Regions from separate parts of the Mus musculus genome. Here region 1 is linked to region 2. The links are chromatin contacts, called in public promoter capture Hi-C maps. All regions are on one chromosome and are shown on one strand. Each heading gives the region's core, a stretch centred on a gene start, on an enhancer-like site or on the middle of the called end of the contact. The rest is flanking DNA. Distances are from core to core; before and after follow the strand shown.

What was found. Promoter capture Hi-C pulls out the DNA fragments that hold promoters and counts their contacts.
Region 1: a contact with region 2 is called in a promoter capture Hi-C map of liver, with 4 times the contacts expected there. The contact joins the promoter of Zfp617 here to the promoter of Zfp869 in region 2. A contact is called at or near these places in 1 of 39 promoter capture datasets (liver), 1 of 484 Hi-C or Micro-C datasets (muscle stem cells) and 1 of 115 datasets of contacts at active chromatin or transcription factors (neural progenitor cells).

Annotation. Positions count from the first base shown.
Region 1 is chr8:71,917,890-71,924,406 of GRCm38.p6, forward strand. Zfp617 (zinc finger protein 617) reads left to right here and starts at 4,936. Exons shown (of 4, transcript NM_133358.3): 1 at 4,936-5,083. The coding sequence starts at 5,081. Zfp882 (zinc finger protein 882) reads left to right here. Exons shown (of 3, transcript NM_001166645.1): 3 at 1-962. It also overlaps the pseudogene Ccnb2-ps.
Region 2 is chr8:69,714,585-69,721,011 of GRCm38.p6, forward strand. It overlaps Zfp869 (zinc finger protein 869), which reads right to left and starts at 2,318. Exons shown (of 5, transcript NM_001039965.1): 1 at 2,184-2,318. It overlaps Gm51532 (a long non-coding RNA gene), which reads left to right and starts at 2,523. Exons shown (of 2, transcript XR_003947396.1): 1 at 2,523-3,169; 2 at 4,947-5,212.

The DNA.
Region 1 (6,517 bases), core at 3,686-6,185, 2.2 Mb after region 2:
CTGTATCAATATTCTTCAAATCACTGTACACCTTTGGGCATCAGAGTAGCAACATGAGGACCACCCTGGAAAGTGTAGATGAGGCATAGCCACTCTGGTCCACAGCACCACCAGTTGTTTTGTTTTTGACTTTTAATATTTTCTCCAAATAAGAATTCTGTGCATATTTTATAGTTTTAACTATTTTCAGCAGTATATATGTGTGTGTGTAATTTTTTTTATAAATATTGACAACCTACCTGCAAAATAACCATAAAAGATCAACTTCACATTTTTCAAAATTTTCCTTTCATCAGAGTCATTATTGCCCAAATGCAATAATGGGCAATAATTCCTTATGTAGTGGGATCTTACTAATTAATGCTCTATTCCTATGTAAATTTTACCGTATTTACGTTACAGCTTTTTATCATAGTTTTCCCTTCACTTTTCTTACCAAAAGATACATCCCACTGGTTTAAGCAATGATCACATCAAATGTAACAGATTACAGTAATGAATCTATCTACATACCATATCTGATCTGTTCATCAGAAATATCATTTTATTTTATTATTTTGTGTATGTGTAGCATGTGTAAGCACAGTGGGTGTGGTATATCCGTAGATGTCTGTGCCTGTGTTCCTTTGGAGGCCAGAGGAGGATGTCCTTCTGCCCCACTTTTTGCCTTAATCCCTTGACACTATGTCTCTCCCTGAACTAAGAGCTAGGCTAATAATCATCCCTGATGTTGCGTCTGTAGGTAATGTTTAGGTAAATTGCCATAGTAGAACCCTACAAAGGGTCCTGCATAGCTCTGAAGTGCAGTAAAGGTCTCACTGCACAGAAGTAATTTCCAAACATCTCTTGCTTGACAGTGTTGTAAAGTAGGAGCATAGAAGCAAGCACAAACCATGTAGCTGCTCTAATCATAGTGTAGATGTAGAACATACTATTTGCAAATAAAAGTACTTCTATTTTTGAGACGAGAGTTGGTGAATCAAGGTTGAAACACCCACTCAGAGCTATCAAGAAAAGTAGGTATTAGCAGGTGACACCATACAGAAGCTGAGGCGTGTATCAATCTTGGTGGAAACTCACTGTGTAAAGAAAGCTTTCGGCCGGGCGTGGTGGGGCATGCCTTTAATCCCAGCACTTGGGAGGCAGAGGCAGGTGGATTTCTGAGTTTGAGGCCAGCCTGGTCTACAGAGTGAGTTCCAGGACAGCCAGAGCTACACAGAGAAACCCTGTCTCGGAAAAAAAAAAAAAAAAAAAAGCTTTCATTGTTGGCCTAACGTCAGCTAGTGTTCTCAGCACTGGCACACATAAACACAACGATGGATGATAAATCTGTAATGCTAATTAGCAAATGTGATATCAATTAGTCATCTTTTAATATTACAGTCAGTTCATATAAGCCTTTAGTCTACATGTGATTCTGTTTACGTATGAAAGTCCTCTTGCCTGGGGAAGGAGGGGCACAGTGAAGTTGAGTGCTTGCATTACATATATATGAGGCTTGAGTTTGGTTCCCAGCACCCACATAAAAAAGCTGATCTTAGCCACAAACACTGGTGATGTCAGTAGAGAGGGCCAGACCCAGAAGATGACTGGGCTTCCTGTCTGCCCCCTCTCTCTAGATTTAGTGAAACCCTTTCTCAGGAGAAAAAGATGGAGAAAGAGAATGACACCTGATGTCCTCCTCTGGCTTCTATGCACCCACAAGTGTGCAGCCATATAAGCACATACCACACACATAAGGAAAGATGTTTTAATTCTGGATTCTAAAGACAAGAAAGATGCCTAGAGATGGTACTACCCACAGTGGATTGGGCCCTCCTACATTAGTTAGCAAGAAAATGATAGACATGACATGCCCAATTGCTCAGTTGACATTTCCTCTTCTCAGGGGTGTCAAATTGACAACTGAAGCTACCCTATGACAACTAGGCAGTCTCAGTCTAGGTTGGTCCTACCCACCATTGACCTATTATTGTCTGGACTTCAGCCTAGTCCTGAAAAGTAAACTTATAAGTCATAAATCCCCTTCTGACTGACACCTTTTTGTTCTCCAAATTTAAGATTCTTGGGGAAATTGCTATTTCTTAAGGTTCATCATTTCATTAGTCTGGTAGATTATAACACACATGTCACTTAAATATCTTCATTTCTGTGAGGCTGGTTATAGAGGCTGAAAGGGTCCACCATACAGCAAGAAGTAGTGTTCACTCTGGAAAGAGTCTTAGTCAGGATTTCTATTCCTGCACAAACATCATGATCAAGAAGCAAGTTGGGGAGGAAAGGGTTTATTCAGCTTACACTTCCATACTGCTGTTCATCACCAAAGGAAGTCAGGACTGGAACTCAAGCAGGTCAGAAAGCAGGAGCTGATGCAGAGGCCATGGAGGGATGTTCTTTACTGGCTTGCCTCCCCTGGCTTGCTCAGCCTGCTCTCTTATAGAACCCAAGACTACCAGCCCAGAGATGGTCCCACCCACAAGGGGCCTTTCCCCCTTGATCACTAATTGAGAAAATGCCTTACAGTTGGGTCTCATGGAGACATCTCCTCAACTGAAGCTCCTTTCTCTGTGATAACTCCAGCTGTGTCAAGTTGACACAAAACTAGCCAGTACAATTGACCCCTTGTCAACTTGACACACAAATACATCACTAGTAAGCCTCAACCCTTACATTCTTACTCATCCCCAAGGTCTAAATAACTTTAAAAGTCCCACAGTCTTTACATATTCTTAAATTTTCAATCTCTTTAAAATATCCATCTCTTTTAAAATCCAAAGTCTTTTTACAATTAAAAGTCTCGTAACTGTGGACTCCACTAAAACAGTTTCTTCCTTCAAGAGGGAAAATATCAGAGCACAGTCACAATCAAAAGCAAAAATCAATCTCCAACCCTCCAATGTCTGGGATTCAACTCACCATCTTCTGGGCTCCTCCAAGGACTTGGGTCACTTCTCCAGCCATGCCCTTTGTAGCACACGCGTCGTCCTCTAGGCTCCAGATGCCTGTACTCCACTGCTGCTGCTGCTCTTGGTGGTCATCTCATGGTACTGGCATCTCCAAAACACTGCGTTCTGAAATGGTTACTCCCTGAATGAAAATTTTTGACATGAAGGCTGTTTGGTATGGTTGAAGAGGTTCATTGTAGACAGGAGAAACAATACAGCCAAAGAAATCTAGAAGCGTCCAGACTGAACCGGACCATGAGAGGAGAGGTTGCCGAAAGCAGGGGAGGAGAGAATGGGGAAAGAGGACCAAGAGAGATCCAGGAAATAAAAGATAACAGGATCAGAGGCTGGGGGAAAGGAAGCCCAGCCTCAGGCAGTGGAGGTTTAGGGTAGGGAGTAAGGTGAGAAGTGCTGGGAGAGTTGACCAGAGGCTGCTTTATCTATTAATAGGCACCTCAGCCATTTGTCCAGGGATTCTGTGAGATCCAACAGCCCTCAAGGTGGGCCAAAGTGGCTGGTTTTTACCAGCCTGCTCCTTTAGGCCCAATCTCGTAACTTTTATGCAGCCCTCACTTGGACAGAGTTAAGCAGTGTGTTGTGCTGTGACAGTTCTCAATAGTACCTGGCTCGTCCTTGCTCCCGTTCAGGTACACTATGCTGAAACATATCAAGTGATATGAAAGTTCCTGCCCCCTAAAAGGTAATTTTTTAAAAAATCAGACCTTTTTATTTGTTCTGGGGAGTAGTCTGAGACACCTTAGGAAGATAGATAGCTCTGGGATTTGGTCCAGACAATGAAAGCTGTATCTCAGGCTCTTCTGCTCTCCCCTCCCCTTCTCAAGGTTAGTCTGTCCACCTCTGCCTGCCCCTCATCTCCTCTACCTCCTTCCCCACATCACCTCCTCCCAGACCCGCCTGCCAGGCTTCGAATGGAAGCCTGCCCCTTCTTTTTTTTTTTTTTTTTTTTTCTCGAGACAAGGTTTCCCTGTATAGCTCTGGCTGTCCTGGAACTCACTTTGTAGACCAGTCTGGCCTCGAACTCAGAAATCTGCCTGCCTCTGCCTCCCAAGTGCTGGAATTAAAGGCGTGCACCACCACGCCTGGCCCCCTGCCCCTTCTTTTAAGGCCTTTTTTGTTGGTTGGTTGGTTGGTTGGTTGGTTTTTTGTTGTTGTTGTTGTTGTTGGTTTTTTCGAGACGGGGTTTCTCTGTATAGCCCTGGCTGTCCTGGAACTCACTTTGTAGACCAGGCTGGCCTCGAACTTAGAAATCCGCCTGCCTCTGCCCCCCCCCCCCGAGTTCTGGGACTAAAGGTGTGCACCACCACACCCGGCTTAAGGCCCTATTTTTAGAGCTGCATAAATTGTACTGTTTCTGTCTAATGTCACTTCCACCTACAGGGCTGAGCATGGCTTGAGGCACTTTATAATAAACCTCATTTCTAAAAAGAATGTCCTTTGTGGAAGAGCTGCTGAAGCTTTTTTTTAATTGCTGGAAAGTACAGTTTTTTTAATGTTGTCATTAGCGTGTATTAATTACACGAAAAGTTTCAATATAACATTTTCATTCATGTATCTTGTTTATATTCATACACACACAGACCTTTACCTGCTCTTGTCCCTCTCGAATTCTTTCATCTTTTATGTCTTTGTGTGTCCCAATGAATCTCATTAGTGTTGTTGACAGGAGAGGGAGTGGTTGTGTCAGTAAGAGGGAGAATAAATTTATTCTGTCACTTAGGCTTCGGAGACTGGATCTGTGGGCCCAGCAATAAGGGCCAAAGGAGCGGCAGGTAGGGTGCCGAGAGGCAGCGCCTTGTCCGCCATCTCCCTTCCGGGCGGTTCTCAGTAACCAACTGTGGGAGTCCCGGACGGTTTAGCGTCCTTGGCTGTATGACGCCATACCCTAGGAAAGGTCGGGAGGTCCGCCGGAAACTCCCGGTACAGACACCAGTGTGTGAGCTGGCCAATCAGCAGCGCCGGCGGGAGGAGCGGAAGTTCCTCACCCGCCATCTTTCTTGCTGGCGCTTCCCTCCTCACAGCTCTCAGCTGAGGAAGTCCAAGTTGCTGAGCCTCCGCGGCCGTGTGAGTGCCTGTTCCGGAGCCTCTGTGGAGCCGCGGCAGGCCTGGGCACAGACATGGTGAGCCAGGCGAGTGGCGGGGCTGTGCGCGGCGCCCTTGGTCCCGGGCGGCGGGATCCCGGTGCTGCGCCGGGGGACGAAGGGCGGCTGCGCACTGTCGCCTGCGGCTCCAGAAAAGCTGCTTTTCCCCTTAGGGAAAGTCAGTCGAAAGCGGGATTCCGAGGCTGGATGATGTGGAGCCGAGCTGGAAGTTTAGGAGACAATTCTTGCGAGTGAGAATTTACGCCCCGCCATGCACGGAGGCCAGGGGAGGTCACCCGGTGTCCTGCTTTGTCACGGCCCGCCTTATTCCTGTGAGACAGGGTTTCTTACTGAACCTGTGGCTAGGCTGCCTGCTAGCAAGCTCCAGCGATCCTCCGGGCTCTGTCCCCATGCCTGGCATTTACTTGGGTGTTTTTTATTTGAACTCGGGTTCTCACCCTTGCTCAGCGAGCACTCTTACACACCGAGTTATCTCTCCAGGCCCGAGAAACATGTCTAATATAGATCTTAAGCGCAGAGATTAATGGAAGTGAACCTGGGAAAACTGAGACATACCGAGATGTGAGGGAACTTCTCAGGGGACAGTCACAGTTCTTTTCCATGGGTACATGCGGCTCCCGCATTTAGGATTGTAATATCCTCTTGGTAGATTATCCCTTTATAGAGTATGACGAGACTATCTTTATCCCTTCTGACTTAAGGTCGGAGGAAGAACTTTTCAATTTTCGTCATCTCTGTGAGTATGGTACTTGAGGGTTTTCAAGTTTATCTTTTACTCTTGGGTTAAATACTGCTCTTACCTCTGCTCCTTTTTCCAGTAATAAAAGTTTTTTTGGAAACGACTGGACTTTAAGTCGTGGTCAAGTTCAAATCATAGTGAATTGCAAACGTATCGGTTTCTTTGTTTTGGATTTTTTTTGTTGTTTTGCTTTGTTGTTTGTTTGTTTTTGTTTTGTTTGAGACTAGATCTTACATATCCTAGGCTGTTGATAAACTTAGTTTACAGCCAAGCTTGACTTTGAGTTTCTGATAGTCTTATGACTACCTTCCAAGTGCTGGGATTCTATGAGCACATCACTAGCTCCTGGTTTTGCAGCTCTGAAATTTAAACCCAGGGCCTCATGCATTCTAGACAAGTATCTACCGTATACCAACTGAGCTACAGTCTCAACTCTATATCAAATTTTATTCCTGAGTAACTTTTCTGTGATCAGCACTTAATATTATTTAATTGACTGAACTTTGTCCTCATGGTATATAGTGGGATCCACTTAGTATTTATTTGACTATTAATTATCAAGTGGCTATGTCTTTCTTTACATGTGGTTTAAATGTTTTAGTAATTTTTCCATCTTTACTGATGTGATGGTTTAGTTTATACTGAGCACACTCATCTTTCTCGATTCTTGTATTGCAGATATTTTCCTTCTATTTTATTGTCTTTGCACCCCA
Region 2 (6,427 bases), core at 1,068-3,567:
ATTCTAAACAAAGGCATTGTTTTCAACTGTGTACCCACTACCGTGCTCAGATGCATGGGCAGGAACCTGCAGCCACACGGATGATCCTGGTTAAAACCAGAATGGTTTTTTTTAGTGGCTCTCAAAACAAAGAAGGAGATGAAGGGGGCAGAAAACATGGATATTTCACAGGGAACTGTAAGCAGGAGAGGACAAAGAGGGAAATCAGAGGGCAGGACATTACAGTAGTCTTTATACATGTATGAAATTGTTAAAGGGAAAAAGAACATCAGATAGGTGTCACGGTGCATGCCTCTTACATGAAATTATATGTGAAATTCCAGCACTTGGAAATAGAGGCAAAAGAACCAGGAGTTCAAGGTCATTCTTGCCTACACAATTTCTATCTCAAAAGCACATGCTAATTTAAAGAAAAGTCAGGCTAAAGAGGTGGTATGGTTCAATGGTTAAGAACACAGATGCTGGTCTGGAGAGATGGCTCAGCGGTTAAGAGCACTGACTGCTCTTCCAGAGGTCCTGAGTTCAAATCCCAACAACTACATGGTGGCTCACAGTCATCTATAATGGGATCTGATACACCTCTACTGGTGTGTTTAAAGACAGTGTACTATATACATAAAATAAAAAAATAAATAAATCATAAAAAAAAGAACACAGATGCTATTTCAGAGGTCCAATTCCCAGAGTACACATGACAGCTTACACCCATATGTAACTACAGCTACAGGAGATCTGATGTCCTCTGCTAGCTTCCGCAGGCACTAGGCATACAAGCGGTGCAAACGAAACACCATACATAGGATACAAAAGGATGCATCTCCCTCCCCTGGCCTCAGAAAGGGATGGACACCAAGCACTAGGATGGCACGGCCTGAAACCAGCCTATCATCTGATACCTGTGTGAGCCAAGGATCTAGTCAGGGACGCAGCTTCAATTCAACTGAGTCCCTGTCAGTTCACCAGGACCAGTCAGTCTGCCTTTCATATCATATAGACCACTACAGCCACTTTCAAACCTGACATCCTCGGGCTTCATTCAAAGCTCTCCCCCTGTGGCTCACTAGTCGTGTGTTCTAACTTCTCTCATCAACTGAAACACTGCTTGCATTTCTCTTCGCCAACTTCTGGGACCCTCTGAACTCTGCTGCAGCCTCTTTAACTTATGCTGGTTGTGTAAACAGCATATGTGGATATAATTATATATTTACCGTGTGATATGAAAAAATATTAATAATTAGGATTTGGAAAAATTGAACCTTGGATAGAATATCTTGGAAATATAAAATATCTTGGAAAAATAGCCTTGGCCAGATTACCACCAGAGGCGTGACACCTTTTTACTTTCTATTCAGTAAATTATGAAATTGTGGAAATACACAAACATATTTGTCTGTTTCTGATATAACATCCTCATGACCAGAAGACACAATCAGAAAAATGTCAGTTCCCAGGTTCAATTACAGATTTAAGATAATTCCCACAAAATGCTAAAAAGTTCTTATCAGGTACATAAAAGACATTGCTGAATTTTATATGTAAAATACTTTTAAAAAAACACACAAAATGGTTAGCACAATGTAGACGAACCCACAACACACTCGTAACATTTCCAATCAAATACACAAGACAACACACTGTTTAGGAAGAATAAACAGATCCACAAAAAAAAATTTTTTTTTAAATTAGGAGACAAGCTGACCTTTGATAAAGTAGTACAATCTTTTCTAGAACTGTTTCTGGGACACCATCCGAAAGAAACTCTTGGACAAAGACTCGGAGAATTTCACAAAATTAACTCACACTTGATGCTAGACCTACGAAGCCCACAACGTCTAGACCACAGCGCAGAGAACACAGCAGTCATAAGTGCGACACCAAAAGCACAAACAGGGCGCCAGCACTGGGCGGTGACGTCACCAACCCGGAAGCTACCCCCTGATTAGGAGGAGTCTTCCGCTCCCCGCGCTCTGCGCAGACATGGCTGGAAAAGCGGAAGTGATTAGAGTCCTCCGAGACAAGCACTGGCCAGTGACGGGGCCCACGTCGCCCAGTGGAACGCACAGGGTGTCCGCTCGGCCGGCCGGTCCCACCGCTCCCCCAACCCCGGGAAGGACCTATCACCCCGGCTCACGCGGCTCAGCCGACCGCTCCTCCCCATCCGGGGACAGCGGCCCCGCGCTCACCATGGCGCGGTTGCTGAGCTCGCCTGCGCTCCCCCTACAGCTCCCGGCAGCGGCGATCACACCGCAGCTCACGGGACCACGCGATGCCTGCTTAAGAACAGAATCTGCAGCATGGCGGCGGATAGGACCCACCTCTCGTCTCGTCTGGTGTTCTTGATTGGACATCTTGCCCCGAAGCTTTGATTGGCTAGAGCTGCACCACAAGTCTGATTGACAGGAGTTCCCTAGATGCAGCTGCGTGGATGACTCAATTCCATTGCTCTAATTGGCTAGCATGCCCTGAATGATGAAGCAGTTCCTTTAGGCGCTCTTGAGTGAGTGGCCTGGCCTGAAGGTTCTGATTGGCTAGCACTGCCCTACGAGGGCCTGAGTGACAGGAACAGCTTCGCTTGGTCCTTGTGAATGAATGTCCTGCCCTCAGGGCCCTGATTGGCTAGTGAAATCTGAATGACAGCTCCCATAAGTGGATGAACTGAAATTAAAAGACGTGGACCACACAGACCTTCCCAACTCTGGCTTTCACCCAAGTTCATGCAAGTCTGCTTCAAGACGATCTGATTGAAGCAGGACTTCCTTGTGCATCCCAGAACTTTCACAGCTTGTCTTCTTGCACTCAGTAGGTACTTAAGGTTCTTCCTCTTGGAAGCCTTGTTTTTGTGCACAGTCTATTACATACACTCCCCAAGGCAGTGATCACTTTGCCTCACAACTAGACCAGGGCCCAACCCAACCCCTATCACATCGAAACAAGACTTGATGTCCTCCGGGTTTCAGGAATTTCAGCAAGTCACGCCAAAGATTGCTCAATTATAACAAGTTGCACCTTTTCTTTTTAAGCAGAGAAGCGAACCCATTCCAAGACCAAGGTGGTGTTGCTTTTCCTGCAATCCCAACAAAGGAGGTGGAAGCCAAAGAACCAGGAATTCGGGATATACTTCCTGAAAAACTTCCAGTATCAATCACAGACTACTCCAGGTCAACAGAAGGTATTGAAAGACTCCGAGAGGAGCCCCTCGCTCAGGCCTCAGGACAATAGCGGACACCCAAGAACTCACGACAGACCGAGCTTGTTGCAAACCACATGAGGCTTTATTCGGGGAAAGCCAGAGCTCTGGGGACGACTCATATCCCACGCAGGGGTAGAGGAGTTGTCCTCGAGGGGAAAGAGGTCCCAGTTTTTATAGGCCCTCAGGGGGGAAAGGAGAAGGGGGAGATTAGGGGATTTCCAGATCTAAACAATGTCTATTCTCAAGAAATGGGTATGGGAGGGGTACAAGGAAAGAGTCTAATGAAGGTGCAGCAATGGGCACACACCTGGTCAGAACTTTGGCAGACACACAGGTTCAAGAAGTGGCCAGAGCATTGTGCACCTCTATTTTTCTAAATCAGTGAAGCTAGTTCTGCTAACACTGACGTCTATCTTGCCAATTTCAGGGCTTCTGTGTCCTTTTACATTCTGCCAGGATCTTTCAGTATTTGAAGGAGCCTTACACATTGAAGATGCCTGTATCCACGAGGCCACAGAAATGACCAAACCACACTAGAATAGTGAAGGAAGACAGGAGATAGCTAATTTTTAAATAAGCAGATAGCTAAGGAGAGTGGCTCTGGATCAAATCAAACTGATTAGGAGTTCATCCACTTGGGATCCAAGGATTTACTCCAGATTCTTGCCCAAGAGAAGCTGCCTCATGGTCCATCCATTTGCCTAGGAATTTCATAAGTTCATTCTTTTTTAATAGCTGAGTAGTACTCCATTGTGTAAATGCACCTACACGGCTAACTTCACACATATACCACACATGCACACATGCACGTTCACTAGCCCCATTCCACTGAGGGTCACTCACAACCCACCTGGTAGGCTTGACTGAGCTAACTCCCTCTTGCCCTCTGTGCTGTAGGCCACTACTAACAAGGCCAGGTAGGATCTGAGAGCCTTCTTCATAGAAACTTCAAAGATTTTATTCTTTAATATCATTTAATATGAACCAATCAGCTAAATGTATGCTGGCTGGTCCATTTCTAGAAGGATAAATGCACTCTTGCAGTTGTGCAGTTTTGCTCCACAATCTATATGTATGAATAAAGTATACTTGGGGGAGGTGGCTGGAAAGATAGTTCCAAAGTTAAGAGCACTGACTGCTCTTCCATAGCATCTGGGTTCAATTTCCAACACCCACATAATGGCTCACAGTAACTCTAGCCCTACAGGATCCAACATCCTCTTCTGACCTCCCTGGAAGAGGCATGCACGGTGCACATACATACATGCAGAAAAACCAATCACATGAAATTCATAAAGGGCCACAGTGCGCCCTCTCTGAACACCACACCCACCTGTTGTACAGGAGACTGTGGCTTTGTGTGAATATGTGCTTTTTGAGGGAAGATTTTTGGCTTGGTTTGGTTTTTTTTTTTTTGTTTTGCTTTTTTGTTTTTTAAACAGGGTCTCCCTAAATAGCTTTGGGCAATCTGGAGCAATAATAATCTTAATAATAATAATCTTCTGCATGTAGACTGCAAACTTTTCATTCTGTAATTTGTAGCTGGTCTTTGCTACTTTGTGGATTCTTCTTTTCCCACCCTTTACCCCCGCACCCCACCCCATTTCACCCCATCACTAAATAGGAAAGAGGGAGGGAGGGAGGGAGGGAGGGAGAGAGAGAGAGAGAGAGAGAGAGAGAGAGAGAGAGAGAGAGAGAGAGAGAGAATGAATTCCTAAATCTAATGTCTTTCCTTTTGTTTCTTCTTTGACCACAGCAATTACAAACCAACCTCCCTAAATGGCCAACGAGCACCTGCTCCAGCTCCTGGGGAGCTAGCATTCATGTACCCTCCGAAAAGTTCTCAGAATTCCGAATGTCACAGAGACATCACAGTATCACACAATATCGCAGAAACTATCTGCGGCTGGCAATACCATACCTCTGCTAGAGCATGAGGCAAATCGTAGTCAGCTGCTTTGGACAGTCTGAAGTGTCCCATATCTCCACTCCTTGGTTTAAAATGAAAACACATTCTTATAATATTTCTGTGTTTTTAAAGAAACCAAAATTCTGAAGTTGTCACTACATTAATTCTTCACTGAATAGAGAAACCAAGGGGTGGAAAGAGAGCTTGCAGGAAACAGTAGCAAAAAGGCAAGCAATAGCTAAGAAGTAATTACACAAGCCAGGCTTGGTGTCACACACGTTTAATCCCAGCATTCTGGTGGCAGGGGCAGGCATTTTTCTGAGTTTGAGGCTATGGTCTACATATTTCTGAGTTCTATGGTCTACATAGCAATATCCAGACAGTCAGGGTTGTATGGTGAGACACTGTCTCAAAAACAAACAAACAAAACCACACCTCTGAAACCACAGGCATAACTGATACAATCATCAGCATACAGAAGAAGGGCTTAAAGGACACTGGAGACACTCCTGAGAAAGCAGACACGGTCTGATGAAAGGCTTCTAAGGAGAATTCATTAGAAGAGACAAACACAGTCATATTGTGGTGATTAAAGAAAACAGTCTCTCAAGAGAAAACTGGGATTCTGCACACTTAATTTAATAAAAGAAATACTAGCCGGGTGTGGTGGCACACACCTTTAATCCCAGCTCGGGAGGCAGAGGCAAGCGGATTTCCGAGTTTGAGGCCAGCCTGGTCTACAAAGTGAGTTCCAGGACAGCCAGCTACATAGAGAAACCCTGTCTCAAAAAACAAAAACAAAAAACAACAACAACAACAAAAAAAAAAACTAATGGGCTGTAGAGGTACAAATAAACTGCAACCCAATAACAGTGTCAATACAATACATTTGGAACAAGGCAGGTGATCAAGCCAAAACAACAACAACAACAACAACAACAACAACAACAAAAACATCAAATATAAATATCAAAAGTTGAGAAGTACGGAGCTGGAAAGACGGGTCAGTGGTTAAGAACACTGGCTACTCCTCCAGAGGGACCAAAGTTTGGTTCCCAGCACCCACATTGTGGTTTACAGCCCGCCATAACTCCAGTTCCAGGGGATGTTACTCCCTCTTCTGACCTCCAGAGACGCTAGACACAAATATGGTGTGCATACATATATGCAGACAATGCATTCATACACAGAGTATGAATTCATATATATGTGTGAATTATATATACTTCCATCAGGGAACCATTTCCTCTGCTCAGATCTATGCAGAGCAGGAAAAGAAAATGTTCCACTCCTTTCTCTTTTATGATTTATGTCTCCTTTTTAACCAA